Linked DNA regions of Sus scrofa: region 2 is linked to region 1. Evidence: chromatin contacts called from public Hi-C data. All regions are on one chromosome and are shown on one strand. The core of a region is the stretch at or near the end of the contact, and the rest is flanking DNA. Distances in the headings are between cores, read along the strand shown.

Region 1 (7,921 bases), core at 1,401-3,900:
GAAATGAGGAGAGACTTCACACCACATTTATAGGGTTGTTACAAAAGTTAAGGCAGTGCACAAGCAATTCTCTTACTCAAGGACTGAAGTCCTTAATAATCCTAAGTGGGAGAGGCAAACTCAGAGGAGAAAGACATCTAGAAGTTAAGCAAGACGCTTGGCCTAAGGCCCTGTAGCTACAGAACTGGAGTCAGAATAGCTTTTCCCATTTCAGTCTTCGTTTCAAGACTGCTTGGGCTTTCTTAATTCAACACATGTGTGTGTATGCAGCTGTCGACTCTTACAGGGGATGTTTCGGCAACAAATGTAATTATGCAGCAGATACGTTGCAATAGGCACAGCCGTGAGGCAATGGCGCTCCTGCGATGGGGCCCAGCTACGCCCACACGCGGGAATACACACAGGCATGCATCTTCGTTCCGAACATGCTCCTCTCAGAGGAAATCTTGGACTCTTTGCATGTATCCTGCTTTCGGTTGCAACTCTGGCGTGACTTGGGCCTTTACTCAGAGCCTCAGCTTCTTCACTAGTAAAACAAGGGCACCTGACTCGCCGTGTTATTAAGATGAATTAAGACGCTCTATGGAAATTCTTAGCCCTGAGCCTGGCACAGAATAAATTCCTAATAAATGTTAGTTATTATGTTTATTGTTGCCTGTGCGGATGGTGGAGGTGCCAGAGGTGTCTGCAGAGAGTCAGAGAGGGAAGACGTCAAGTTTTTTCTGACCAGCCGATGAAAAAGCTGGCCAGCTTATTTTCTTCTTGGCTCTTGGGATTATCTGACCCGATCTTATTTACCATGAGTTTCCCCCCATTCGAATTCTGTTCCACAGAGCAGGGAACCCAGGACAGCGCTGGACCCATAACAAGCCCCCCCCCCAACAGTCCGTAAATGAATAAATGAGGGGAGGAGAGGTTGAGAGCAGTGGGGAAGGGAGGGAAATAAACTATGAGAGCAAAGCGGGAGGGAATGGCTGGTTTGACTGATTTCTCACACGAATTTCTGGGTCCATCCCCAACCAGCATTTCTTAAAAAGGTGCAGCTATCCAGAGGAAGCCGGCTTAAGAAATGAGGCGTAATTTTGATAGCACACAGACAGTTTTGCAAATGCCTTTCTACTCCCTGGGGTAAGCATAACTGCTGTCAACTTACTTGTCTTTGATCTGAGTTCACAGCACCTTCCACCCCTCAAATCTTCAAGGATGTCGCAGGCCTGTCACTGGGGCCGCATTTTCCAATATTCTAATTTCCCCCTAAATTGGAGTTCAGAGTTTCATTTCATCCGCTTCAGGGCAGGTGCTTTCAACGCTGTGTCTGTGCACAAAGCCTCTGAGAGGAGCTGCCACTGTGGCACAGGGGGTTAAGGACCTGGCATTGTTGCAGCTGTGGCTGGGATTCCGTCCCTGGCCCAGGAACTTCCATATGCTGTAGGTGCAGCCATTAAAAAAAAAAAAAAAATCTACGAGATACTTATGGGCATTAAATGAATCAATACATATATGCAAAACAATTACACTAATGAGTGGCACACAGCAACCGTGCCATAAATGCTCCTTATTGTTGTTGTTATTATTATCCACTCATTCCAAAGGGATTCATGGAGTACCTTAGGTGCCTATAGATATTCTAGACTCAAGATATTCAAAGGTAAACTAAACAGACCAGTTTTCTGCCTTCATGGCGCTTATAATACAGTGGAGAATTCAGGAAATGAAGTTGAACATGTTGGGCAGACTGTCAAGGACTGAGCTACCCAGATGGAGGGTGTAGACCACACTCTGGGTGGGGACAGGCCCCCATCTGCCTGTTTAACACCCTCAGGCTGCTGTCTTCTAAAGAGCATAGGAGGCCCTCAGTTCTGATGGATGACTAAATAAAGTCACAGGGGTGACTTTCCAAGAGGGGGCCCAGTTTCGGGTGGGCATTACAGGTTCTGGGTTTGGGCTGGGTGTGCAGATGCCACGCAAGCTCTGCAGTTCCTGGACTCTGTGTTAATGTGGCAAAGTTTGGCTTAGAGGGTCCCTGGGTGGACGCGGGGGAGGGGATGACGTGGGGAAAGCATGTACCAGAGTAACACTGTGTGCGCGCCAGGGAACAAGAACCTCCAAGTCTCTGGTTGTACATTCTGGAGCTAAGTCTGGACTTGGGGGGAGGGCCGGGGGAGGGCTCTGACCTCAGTGTGTGAGGTATTATCCGCCAGGGGGTCGTGGTCCCAGAATAGGGAGGGTATTAAGAGTATTTTGCAAGGCATGTCCGTGATCTGTCATGTGACGGTGTGTAAGACAAATTAAGAGGGGATAAAAAGCAAAATCTAAAGGGGTGCCCATCAAGGAAGAAGGGGTTTAAGAGTGGGATGCAATGACAGGCTTTTGTGATTATCCATGACGCCCCTCCCCAACCCCCCACGAGGAAAACCTGTAAATTCGGGAGCTCCTTGCGTGAGGGTGCAGGTTGGTGAGGCAGATTCTAGACCTGGGAGCAATTGGGAGGCCATTCTAAGAGCAGGATGCGGCCAATCTGGGACTATAGGTAAACAAAGTCCAAGCTTGGGAGTCTGGTAAACCTGAGTTTCTATGTGTGTCGACTTCGCTTTGAAATCCAACCGCCTGAGCGGGACAGAGAGGTTTGTGCTTGTAAGGCCAACTGGGGAGTAGTAAAGCACGGCTTGTGCGCACGTGTTGAGTGCAGCAAGTTCTTGAGTGTGAATCTGGGGGTTGTTGGGCAGCGGGGAGTGTGCGTGTGCGTGTGAGCGCGCGCGCGCGCCAAGTTGCATTTCTCCTGGGATGGGCGGCTGGGACGCGTGATCGCCAGAGGCCACGTTAGGGTCCCCAGCGCGGAGGAGGTGCGGCCGGCGGGGCGGGCGGGCGGGCGAGCGCAACGCGCAGCAGCTCCGGCCCCCGCGCCGCGCTCGCTGGCTCGGGGCTCGCTGGGGACTGGCAGGAACCGGAGCAGCACTGCCGCCTCTGGCGCGAAGGCTCAGGCGCCTCCTCCCGCCCCAGTCACTGTGGCTCCGCGCACGCTGCCGGCAGCTGCCCTTTCCGCCTCTCGGGAAGAGGACCCGCGGGCCGCCGTCGCGATCCAACCATGGCCTCGGGCCGCAGAGGCTGGGACAGCTCCCACGAGGACGATCTGCCCGTGTACCTGGCCAGGCCGGGCACCACCGACCAGGTCCCGCGGCAGAAGTACGGCGGTATGTTCTGCAACGTGGAGGGCGCCTTCGAGAGCAAGACGCTGGATTTCGATGCCTGAGCGTGGGGCAGCGGGGCGCCAAGACTCCCCGGAGCAGCCAGGGCAGCGGCCGCGGCTCGGCGAGCCGCCCCGGCGCCGAGGGGGACACCCCGCGCCGGGGCCAAGGCCGGGAGGAGAGCCGGGAGCCCGCGCCCGCGTCGCCCGCGCCCGCCGGGGTGGAGATCCGGAGCGCCACCGGCAAGGAGGTTTTGCAGAACCTCGGCCCCAAGGACAAGGTAAGGGGGGCCCGGGTCTCCTCTCCGCCTGCCCGCGTTCCCTTCCCAGCCCCGGGGCGCCAGGGCCCGGACACAACTTTCTCCCGCTCACTTTGCACGGGAATGGAGGACGAGGGGGAGGAAGCGGGCATCCTCCGCTGGGGGCAGCGAGACCTCCCAGCCGGGATCTGAATGATCGGCGCGTCCTCAACCGCAACGTCTTCGTGCGCGCGGGACGGAGGCGCGTGGGTCCCCCCCGCCTGGCTGCCGCGTCCCCGGGCCATCGGTTCTGAGTGGGTGTGTCAGTCCGGCCAGCCCGGAAGGCTGAGTGGTTTCCAGCCCTTCTCTCGGTCTGAGTACCCAGCAGCACGATTGTCTTGGTGTCCCCGCTGACGCTAGATTAGATCTCAAGGGTCATCACCAGGGCGGCGGGCAACGCGGTCTTGGGAAAACAGGGGGTCGTCGCCATAGTACCCGGATGAAAGTAGGGGATGGGCGGTACCCCCCCGCCCCCTTCAAACATCAGCCCTGTCCCTGAAACTTTTGGGTGTGGAGCGACCAGACTAAACACCCGAATCCCCATGCCTCTTTTCAGTCCTGGATTGGCATTTCCCATCTGTGCTTGTAAAGTGTATATTTGTGTGGGTAGTTTGGCACAAGCCTGGGGACCCAGCTTTCTGGCGAAGAGTATTATTGTGTTTTTGAAAATCAGCCAGAGTATGAAGGGTGCACGTTAAAGTAGCACCAGCTGCAGGTTCGCTGCTGCTCTTCCATGTGCCAAAGCCAGTTTCTTCTGTGTGTGTGTGTGTGTGTGTGTGTGTGTGTGTGTGTGTTTGAGACACTCAGGTCACCCTGAGCTGACTTAAGATATGGCCCTGAAATCCAGCTTGCCCTCATTTATTTGTTTATTTCATAGGCAATCAGGACCACAGTTCAGAAAATTCAGGGCCTGGACAGGGTTGGAGGACTGGGAGTTCAAGCTGCTTTTGAGGTGGGGAACAATAGTAACCAGATACCTCACCCTGGTTTTGAGAATGGCTGCAGAATCCCGCTGCATATATTATATCACTAATACGCTCTTATGAAAAATAACCTGAAATGGAAATGTGTGCCTCTGAGCAGTGACAGTTAACGCTACCCCAAGTTTTAGATGTTTTTCCATTAAAATCCAGCGAGCCAGGGAAGGAGAGGCCAATCTGTGCACTCTTGGATTTTTGCAAGTTTAAAAAACAACAAAGCTTTAACTATTGATTACAGGGAAAGAAAGTACTGAAATGAGTACTGTTTAAAGGCGCCTTTGGGGAGCAGAGCGGTGCGTTTGTAATCACTCATTTAGTTTGTGCTTTTCATCTGTGGTTTAGAATAGGGAATTCCTCTAGGCCCTGCTCAAATCCCCTTTTAGGGTAAACTTCTGGTCTTGTGGCGAGGGTTTGGCTGATTTCTAAACTGAAGAATGGCCCTAGGGAAAGGTTCCTGCCTCCCTTCAGGTCTGACTTTGATCACTATTGAAAGAGTCCCTTCCTGACTCCAAGGGGCGGGAGAAGTGATGGGAAAATCGGTCACAATTGCTGTGAGTCAGGGCTGTTCCCTCTGCTGCAACACCCCTGATGTAAGCCAGATAATATGCCTGGTTTGCAAGATTGAAGAATGGTGACTAGAGGAAGGAAAAATGTTAAACCCACCAATTCTTTCGTTTCCCTTCCTTTCGCCAACCCTATACTTTTGGCTCCTAATTAAAAAATAATCGTACAACCTAAGCATCAGCCGGGTTTCTAGTGCTACTTGGTTATTTCTAAGCTCAGGCTTGCTGTCAGCTTCATCCAGGCCATGCTATTATCTCTAATTGGGTTGAATCACACTGTTCAAAGAGGCAGCAGAGGTTATCTGCTTCTGAGCTGGGCGACTATTTCCTTGAGGATAGGGATTGTGTCTTTGGATTTATCTTTGTGGCGGCGATGCCTGGAACATTGGAGGTGCTGGGTGAAAGATTGATACATTGAACCTCCTTAATGAAGCGGCCTCTTTTGCTATACAGATGCACAGCCATCATCTGGCCTCTGTTTGAATGCTCCTATTTTCAGGGAGCTCACTACCTCATGAAGCAATTTTGGATGACTTTACATGAAAAAAATTAAATTAAGCCCAAGTCTGCCTGCTTGTAGCTTCTGCACAGTAACTATTCTGAGTTGTGATCCCTAGAAATATAAGAATAGCTATGCTTCTTTATTCTGAGTTATTGTAATGATTTTAAGCATGTGGGGCTCATGTGTCTGTCAGAAAAAAAATGGGGTAATGTCATGTAACAAATAGTCCCCAAATCTCAGTGGCTTAATCAAACCATGACGGTTTGTTTTCTCCCTCCTTCTACTTGTCTGTCATGGTTCTGGAGGGCAGCTCTGTTCATCCTTGCCCCTCGGAGACCTAGACTGATGGAGGTCCCAGGGCCTCACGTCCATGGTGGGAAAAGCATGTGGCATATTGCTCACAGATTCTCCAGTTCCCACACTGCAGTCATAAACATGACTTACGCTCATACTTCATGGGCCAGAGCAGATCATTCGTCCAGGTCTCACTTCCAAAGAACCAGGAAGGTGCACTCTTACCAGGATCCTATAAGAGAGAGGTTAGATGTATTTGGGAAATGGCTTTGATACTCTCCCAGATTGGGGGGTGGGTTACTGGGATGAAAGGTGGCTCACCCCTTACAGATGATGTGACCATAAATGCTTAACTTACCCTCTGTTGCTCAGTTTTCTTTCTTTCTTTCTTTTTCTTTCTTTCTTTCTTTCTTTCTTTCTTTCTTTCTTTCTTTCTTTCTTTCTTTCTTTCTTTCTTTCTTTCTTTCTTTCTTTCTTTCTTCTTCCTTCCTTCCTTCCTTCCTTCCTTCCTTCCTTCCTTCCTTTCTGGTAGCAGTGATACTTTGCACCTGGTACTCAATACCAGGTACTCTTCGTTACTCTTAATTACGCTTTGATTTTTTTTTTTTTTTACTGCCTTTTCTATCTTTGAGGGCAACTATCACATTCTCCTTACTGTTCTCTTTTTTTAGCCTTATTATTTTCACTTTCTTCAGCTCTTCCTTGTAGGAGCCTTTCACCATTTGAATTTCCTTTGCAGATTACACTATATTTTATAAATACTCTTTGAAAATATAGTGCCCAGAGCTGAACACATTGTTCTAGATGGGACGTGGCTGTAGCCAAATGCATGAGGCGAGTTACTTCCCCTGATTTATCCATGACATATGCTTCTGTAGTAGAGATTACATGCAACAATTCAATAAACAACGTCCTACTGTTTACAATGTCTCTGTAATAAACTCCATGACATTCAGGCCTTCAGAAACCTTTCCACTTAAGCCAGGTGGGAGACTGCAGACTGTGCAGGTACAGTTGAACCTAAAACAAAAACAAAAGGAAAAAAGATATATTTTTACTAGGATTTTTCCCCCCTATGTAATATAGTCATCACTATCCTAGCTCATCTTTCCATTATCAGGATAATTTTGAAGTTTAATTCTATGATATAGCGTCTCTTACTGCAGCTTTGACTAGCTGCAGATTTGATAAGTATCTCTTTTTGAGCTCCTTCTGTGTTCTGACATAAATATATAAAAGTATCTCTTTTTGAGCTCCTTCTGTGTACCTGACATAAATGTATATATATATATATATATATATTTTTTTTTCTTTTGCAGGCAGTTAAACCCAGAGGAACTAAGTGTTTAGCCCCAAGTTAACACAGATAATAAGTGAAGAGGCAGAATTCAAGCTGATATTTGGGATTCCAGAGTCCCCCCTCTTTCCAGACTAGGGTTCCTCTTCTTTATTTTAATTCAGTGAGCCTCACCTTTGCATCTGTTCCTGACACGTTACTGTCACACAGGGCAAGGACAGAGCTTCCCACCTCACGGCAGAAGCTGTCCCCTCTGCCCCTGCCGGCCAGCAGGATGCTTGGAGCTCAGATGCGCAGCCTTTGAGAATACCTGCTGCGAAATCCTTATTCTTCCAAACTGATGCTGAAGCTATTGAAAGACAGGTTTTTTTTTTAATACCATGATAAAATTAAAATGTGCTTTGGCTCTAGCACAGCTCATTATTAATTCCCACCTTAAGGAAGTGAGTGTACAGGAGTTCCCGTACTCATTAATAAATGAGTACGAGTTCCCATCGTCGTTCAGTGGTAATGAACCTGACTAGTATCCATGAGGGTGCGGGTTTGATCCCTGGCCTTGCTCATTGGGTTAAAGATCTGGTGTTGCTGTGAGCTGTGGTGTAGGTTGCAGACTCGCCTTGGATCTGGCGTTGCTGTGGCTGTGGTATAGACCAGCAGCTACAGCTCCTATTCAGCCCCTAGCCTGGGAACTTCCATATGCCACAGGTGTGGCCCTGGGGGGTGAGGGGAGGGAAGGATAGGAGCAAACAAACAAAACAAAAAATAAATGAGTATGTTGAGAAGGGGTTAAATAACAGACGTG
Region 2 (7,921 bases), core at 2,603-5,102, 77 kb before region 1:
TTTTGTCTTTAATTTACATCACCTCAAATGTATTTTTGTACAGCCGCAGGGTATAAATTCAGTATTTCAAAGTGCACATTAAATACCTTAGAGCTACTCTAGGAAAGTATGTAGAAAAACAGTCAAGGCTTGGAAATAAGGCAAAACAATGAGTATTTTGTTTTTATAATTTCATTTCAGTGTGCTTTCTAATTTTTTTTTTTTTTTTTTTCTTTCTTTTTTTTTTTTTTTTGGTCTTTTTAGGGCCACACCCGTGGCATATGGAGGTTGCTAGGCTAGGGGTTGAATCGGAGCTACAGCTGCTGGCCTACACCACAGCCACAGCAACACCAGATCAGAGCCGAGTCTGCGACCTACACCACAGCTCATGGTAAGTCCAGATCCTTAACCCACTGAGCAAGGCCAGGGATCAAACCCGCATCCTCAGAGATCTTAGTTGCTTTCGTTCATCACTGAGCCATGATGGCAACTCCTCAGTGTGCTTTCTAATGTGGCAATTGAAATGTCTTTTGACTGGGGAATGCCACAGCTGATGAGCGCCCGGATGGTTTTGCAGCCCAAAAGGAGGCCAACTTACAGAAAAGTGATAAGGTGTGACTTTTTTTCCCTTAATCGAAAAAGAAAACTATGAAGATTAGGGTTTAGTCCTAGACACAAATTAACCACTTTGGTTCCTAACAGACTGCCTTCATTTCAGCATGCTTTGCCCCATTCTTTGAGTCCTCCTTGAATCAGTTCACTCTACTGGTTCCTTGAATTAATGAAGTACGTAAAACTTTGACACATGCTTATGAATTTTTATGAGAATGACTTTTTTAAAACAATTTGAAAAGAATGCTTTTTCCAGAAGGCATTCCATGGGACAAGATACGTTCCTTGCTTTCAATGAACTTCTAGGAAAATAAGATGATTAAGTCTCAGAAATAGTGAAACAGAAGTCGATGCAGGATGCCTAAAAGCCTTAGGAATACCACAAACCACTAAGTATCCTGAGTTAATCTTTCACTCCAGACCTGCTCCTCTCCTGGTTCTCCCAACTCAGTAAGAGATATTCCGTAGAATTATGATAACTTCCTGGGCTTCATTCTGTCCTGCTTTTCTCCGCCCCTCCAGAGCCAATCCCTCACAAGTTCGATTGATTTGAGGTCTCCAACCTGTCTTCTCTTCTCTGTCACTTCTATTAAGAGTGTCTCACCTGAACCCCTGCAGTACTTCCTAGTTACATTAACTGCTACCAGTTGTGTCCTCTGTAAATAATCCCTGCTTTTGTTTCCAGGTTGATGTAATGTCCAATCACAGCAGCTTGTTCTCTTCGTTCAAATCCCTCCTTGCTTTCCCATGACTCCGTGGGCTTCACTCGCAAACGCTTATGGAAATAAGCACATAACATAAACATGGGATTTGGGACAAAGTAAGACACTGCAGCCGACCCAAGGCTTCAGCTCTGTCTAAGCCACCTGTAGAAAATACAGCTCACACTCTCTTCTTGGTCCAGCCATTAAGTCCTGAATAAATACTGAAGATTCCACTTATCCCGTGTCTTCCTCAAGAGTTGGACACCATGTCCTTTGTTGCCCCAAAGCTTTCTGCGTGTACCCATCTTGTCACTGACCAGGTAGGTAAAATTACTTGTTCTATTCACCCCAACTTATATCCCCACTGGATCTGAGCTGAGAGCAGAGAATGTGTTTTTCAGTTTTCGATCTTAGGCATCTAATACATTTTCTGATACCTAACAAGTCTCACTAAATCATCCTAGTTCTATTGTTTATATATTGGGCTCTTGGAGGGAGTCCTTTTTGCATTTCTTAACTGAAGTTGAGTCAATTTACAATATTAGTTTCAGATGTACAACATAGAGATTCAGTATTTTTATACCTTACGCTCCATTTAAAGTTATTACAAAATATTGGCTACATTCCCTGTGCTGTGCATGATATTCTCGCATTTATTTATTTTATACCTCGGGGCTTATACCTCTCAATCCCTTCCCCTCTGGTCCCCTCCCCCACTCCCCTCCCCCTGCTGGTAACCACTAGTTTGTATCTGTGAGGCTGCTTCTGCTTTGTTGTAGTCATTACTTTGTTTTACTTTTTAGAGACGCCTCATTTCGCACTTGGTTGACAAAAGAAGGCTCTGTGACCACGGACATAGGTAACTTGGCCATTTTCTGGAAAGTGGTTTTATTGTTGTTTCTGGGGGTTTGTTGGCTGGTTTCGCTCTTACGCAAGAGTTTGGTGATCTCTTCCTTCATTATTTTATTTTTAAAACAATAATTTTGGCCCATAAACAAAAAGCTCTTTAGAAAACAGACAAACAACAACAACAACAACAAACAACGCAAAACACATTCTCTTCCTGCTTTTATTCTCCCGGTTGAAGTGCTCTATTCCCTGTATTCTACTCTCTGACCACAGGAGGGAGCATTTGCCTAGAAGTCCAGGAAGAAGCGCCCGCTCAAAGGAAATCTGAAGCTCATTTTATGGGGCACTTTGTGTCCCTTGGGTTTCCTGCGTCTCTTCCGCACATGCCTAGGAAAGCAGTAATCTCAACAGAAACACTGCTTTGTCTACTTGGCTGGCACGGCATTTCACCATCTTGGGTTTTTCAGCCTCTGTTCACTTCAGGGAAGCTGGGCTGTTGTCTTCCTGCAGGCAGCAAACTCATTTGCAAACACCAAAGGCTTAGGGACCAATTACTCAGTCTCCAAGTATTCCAGACTCCCTAAAACGCCAAACAAAAAGGGTCAAGGCAGCTCATCAGATTCGCTCCCCCATCCTCCACCCCCAAAGCAAGTCCTCCCCGGAGAACAGCCAAGGGAAGGCATGTCATTGTGTCCAGTTTCTCTCTGTGAATGTACTTGATTTTTTTTTTTTTTTAAATCACAGTTTAGGTTTTAAAATACCTTTGCCAAAACATACTATGTTTCCTAGCGGAATTTTTAAAGAGAAAAATAGGGATTTGCCCTTAGAAAACATTTACCTCCCAAGAAGTGCAGGAATGAAAAACAGCAACCATTTCTTGTTGTTTGCACAAAACATTGGCTAGATAAGCTTTTATTCCATTAGCCTGCCATCCTCAACCATAAACGGCATTTTATACATGGCTCTGTAATTGACAAAGGATCCCTGCTTCTTAGTGCTGGCGTCTCCCCAGTTCTATGGGGGCTGCTGTGGGAAAGCACAGTTCAAAACAAGCCAGGTGCTTCAGTTTTATTTTAACTGCTGATGGAAGTAAAGCAGAATCCCAATTATGCTGTTGCTCTTTCCATCCTGGTTTTCTTTCTACTCGGAGAGGTCGCGTGTGTGCAGAAGACAGACAGACTGGGCCCTGGTTCTAGGTCTGCCACTAGGTATGTGTCACTGAGTAACTACTTGACACCTTTGCTTCATTTTTGTGAAATGGGATAAATAAGATAATTCCCCTTGGCGGGCTGTTGTGAGAATTAAATGGGATCCATAGCAGAATTCGTACCAAAAGTTTTCATGTGTGGCTCAGTTAAAAGGGCTGGATCGACAGCAGTCTTCAAATATCACATTTAAAAAAAATGTTGTTGGTTTTTCAGATCATTTATAAGGATAAAGGATATAGCAGCAAAGGTTAATAGAAGATTTTAGCTCTGAAAGAACAGCATTTGCTGTTTCCTCCAGACATCCTTGTTTTCCCAGGCCTCCGGGACTCTGACAAAGCCAAACAGCAGGTATTGTGCCAGAGCACTGCAGTGTTAAGTGAATAAGCGGGCATTTAGGTAAAGGACTAAGCCAAAGTGTTACTGCTCAGCTAGGGTTAATAGGGAGCAGAGGAGGAGCAAACGAGGGGCGGGGCAAGTCCTGGGCAAAGTCCATCAGGCTTTCCTGGAAGCCTTGCAATGCCCCCTTTCCACCACAGGGGGCCGCTATAAGGAACCACTGTGGTCTGGAGTACCTTGGCTTCTGACAATTTCCTTTTCCTTCGAGAACTACCTGTTTAATTTTTCATGTGTGTACACCAAAACAAGAGGCATTTTTTAAGACCCGAAAGAGACCTTGACCATTTACTCATTCATTTGTTTATGTCTTCCTTTTTCAACAAATATTTATTGACCAGTTACCATGTCCTGCTCACGGCTGTGTATGACAAAGAATTACCTGCGTAACTGACTTGTCTATTGGCAGACCTCGTAAACAGCAGAGCCCAAATGAACGTCGGATCATCTGACTCCGAGTTCAGTTAACTTTCCACTTAAAATATATGTGCATATATATTCATATAATTAATGCATTGTATAGTGTATAATCCTATATATATCATGATAGATATTAATATAATTATGAATAGAGCTAACATACAATTAATTATATATTAAATGAATAACAACAGAACAATGACTGAGCCCCTACAAGTGTCAGAATTTTTTAATACATTTTTTCATAGGCTATATGGCCTCCAGAGTAGTCTTTTGAGTCCTAGTCTGTTCCCCATTCATTCTATGACCTAAATCAAGTTAAAGAAAGTTTCTGAGCCTCGATTTTCCCATCCATAAAATGGAGCTAATACAACCTGCCTGGCCGGGTTATGGTAAGGATCAAATTTCAATATAGTAAAATGAAACACTGTAAAAATAGACATGAAATGCAAGGTGCAGGGTAGGGGCCCAGGTATTTTCATTCATGCTTTAAACAACTTCACGTTTCCTAACGAGGAAACCAACATGTAAAGGTTGCTAACTTGACCAAATTTGTTCGGCTAATAAGTGGCCGAGCTAGAATTTAGAATCAGAACTCGGATCTAACTTGAAAGCATGAGCTCTTTCCACTATATCGTGTTGCCAGTGTGCTTTTTGTCCGGAGTTAGTGGCTCGTTGAGGTGAAAGAACGTTTAATGCTTGCTCACAGTGCCTCGATTAGGCTTCCAGGTCCACACAAATCTGTTAAACAAGCACCGTCCTTAGACAAGGGGAGAAGAGAGAAGAGCAAAGCTGTGTTTTCATTTTTACCCTTTCTGTTGACAGGGAATGTCCTTAGGGTAACAGCACACTTGTTCGTGAACAAGGAAAGGATACGGCCCTTCACCTTATAAAAACCTGTGAATCCACTGCGATCGGCCAAGAGTCCTTTTTTCTTTTGACCTCTTTTCAAGTTGAAAGCAAGATTCTCTTCCCAGTTTCCATCCCCTGCCTCAACAGAAGGGAGCACTGACATCCCGCAGCCCAAACAGGAAGAGGTGGGACTGGGGGAAGACAAGGCAGTGCCCATCCTGATGTGGGGGAGTGGACACTGCCAGCTTGGTGGGAGCAGACAGGCACTCAGCCCCTCCCACTCCCAACATTCCCTCTTCTGCCCCCAAATGTTGTCTTGGAGTTAAAAATAAATACAGGAGTTCCCAGTGGCTCAGTGTGTCGGGAACCTGTTGTTGTCACTGCTGTGTCTCAGGTTTGATCCCTGGCTCAGAAATGTCTGCATGCCATGGGCGTGGCTGGAAAAAAAATTTAAATAAAAAAATGAAAATAAATACGTATTCCAGAAAGGCCCTGGGCAAAAATGTAAGTAAATGAAGGTATTAGAAGCCATTAACAGAAAATCAATTTTTATTAGACTGTCTAGCTGCCCTGATCTATTGCCCTGAAGGAAAAACATCGTGAATAACAAGGAAAGGTCCTCCTTGGGGAATAAGGTTTTCCTGAGACCCAGTTGAGGAGGGCTGCATGGGGAACCAGGATCAACAGAGACACGCTGTGTGTGCTGGGCACACAGTGGTGCTGCTGAGCCGGCTCCAGGAAGAGCGAGCGAGCCTTGGTTGATGCTGCAGATTTCTCTGACCTAAGCGCTTCCTCTGTGGCCGATTTCAAGCCACTGATGACAAATTTCCTGAGTATTTAACAGTTGGCCTTCAGGGCTGGTACAAGCCAGCTCAAGTACATCCTTACCAGTAATTTGGGGAGGACGAAGCCACTTCCTGCCCATTTGTTACCGTATGAGTGATAATGTGCCGTTTCTAAGTAGGTATGTGTTTATCCCTATAAAGCCCTGTGTGCTGTGCACCCCACCACACCCCTATAATAGCAGAGCGCACAGAGGAGAAAATAGAGCTAAGATGAACTGTCAGCACAAATCAGCGCATGTAACAACTGGTACAATCTGAATCAATCTGTCTTTTTTAAAAAAGGTTTTGGAGTATAATTGACTTACAATGTTGTGTTGGGTTCGGGTGTACAGCAAGGCAAATCAGTTGTTTCCCACATAGGTTATTACAAACTATCGAGTAGATGTTCCTGTGCTACACAGTAGGGTCCTGTTAATTATCTGTTTTATGCAATAGTGTGTGTGTTACTCCCATCCTCCTAATTCCTCCCTCCCACCCTGACTCTGTTCCCCCCATGGTAACCGTAGGTCGGCTTTGGAATCTGTGAGTTTGTTTCTATCTTGTAAATAAGTTCTTTTGTATCACTTTTTATTAGAGTCGACATGTAAGTGACATTTGTCTTTGTCTGACTTCACTCAGTATGATAATCTCTAGGTCCACCCATGTGGCTGCAAATGGCATTAGTTCATTCTTTTTCGTGGCTGAGTAGTATTCCGTCATATCAATATACCACATCTTCTTTATCTACTCCTCTGTTGATGGACATTGAGGTTGCTTCCATGTTTTGGCTATTATAAATAGTGGTGCAAGTATCTTTTTGAGTTATGGATTGATGGGTCCTATGGTAGTTCTATATTTAGTTTTTGAGGAGGCTCTACACTGTTTTCCATAGTGGTTTATAGTCCCACCACCAGTGTAGGAGGGTTCCCTTTTCTCGACAGCCTCTCCAGCATTTGTTGTTTGTGAATTTGTTAATGATGGCCATTCTGACTGGTGTGAGGTGAAACCCGTTGTAGTTTTGATGTGTAGTTCTCTAATACTTAGCAATGTTGAGCATCTTTTCATGTATTTTTTGGCCCTCTATCTGTCCTCTTTGGATAAATGTGTATTTAGATCTTCTGCCCATTTTTTGATTGGGTTGTATTTTTTTAATACAAAGCTACATGAGATGTTTGTGTATTTTGGAGATTAATCCCTTGTGGGTTGCTTTGTAAGTCTGTCATTTGTGTTGCACCAGTGTCAGTTTCTTAGCTTGGCCTGTGCTAGATTCATACATGTTGCCATAGGGAGAAGATACAAGGGATGACAGTTTTCTCAATTTTGTGTTTATAATTATTTTTAAATAAAAAGGGGGGAAAACCTAAAAATTACAGGAAAGTGTAACAATGACAGTAAAATATCCCCTAAAATTATACCGCACAGAATTAATTATCAGTGTTGTTAGGTGGCCGTCATCTTAGACATCTTTCTTTGTAAATATTGAAGTGGAAGAATAGGGGTTGAGGCTACTTTTAGGGAGAGAGAGTCTTAGTAGATCCTATTTTTAAATGCATTTACATAATTTAATTGTACTTGAATTTATCAAAAGAACCTGTAAGAATCAGTAAATTTCACACAAATTGCTGTTAGTGCGCACGCGCGTGCACACACACACACACACACACACACACACACACACACACTGGAGTATCAGATTTCCTAAATGACCAGACCAAAGCCTGTGGGACCATTACTTTGGCTCTAAAATTAAGGCCCTTAAATTATAAGTTGAGTTCGTCTACTTCCTGTTCCCAAAGATCATATCACTAAGAAAGGAAGCATTGAGAGAGCCAGCCCGCTAAGATTTCAGAAAAGAATGCAAAAACACTGAGCATTAACCCTTCAAAACATCTTAGAGCCTTGATAGACAGCAGTGTTCTCTGCATTTGACTCCCTGCTTTGTTTCATAGCTTAAGCTTTAGACCTAACTATCCTCTTTGTATCTCTTAAGGCCACTGACACAGGAGTACAATACTAATGAAAAAAATAACAAAACATTTTGCATTGATATTTTGCCAAAGAGTGCACTTGGTTGTGGATT

The links. Hi-C and Micro-C count contacts between places; a contact is called where the count stands out from the background.
Region 2: a contact with region 1 is called in a Hi-C map of omental adipose tissue, with 1.8 times the contacts expected there. The contact joins the enhancer-like site here to the promoter of DPYSL3 in region 1. A contact is called at or near these places in 12 of 47 Hi-C or Micro-C datasets (adipocytes, alveolar macrophages, embryonic fibroblasts and 7 more) and 1 of 2 datasets of contacts at active chromatin or transcription factors (skeletal muscle).

What each region holds. Positions count from the first base shown.
Region 1 is chr2:148,771,784-148,779,704 of Sscrofa11.1, reverse strand. It overlaps DPYSL3 (dihydropyrimidinase-related protein 3), which reads left to right and starts at 2,650. Exons shown (of 15, transcript XM_003124066.6): 1 at 2,650-3,242; 2 at 3,245-3,465. The coding sequence starts at 3,086.
Region 2 is chr2:148,849,827-148,857,747 of Sscrofa11.1, reverse strand. LOC110259532 (a long non-coding RNA gene) reads left to right here and starts at 376. Exons shown (of 3, transcript XR_002341971.1): 1 at 376-1,615; 2 at 2,099-3,352; 3 at 3,566-5,384. Within about 2 kb of position 3,852, at least 10 of the 83 cell types and tissues checked have an H3K27ac peak or open chromatin away from gene starts, as enhancers often do. A contact at or near this core is called in mesenteric adipose tissue and omental adipose tissue, where this site is marked.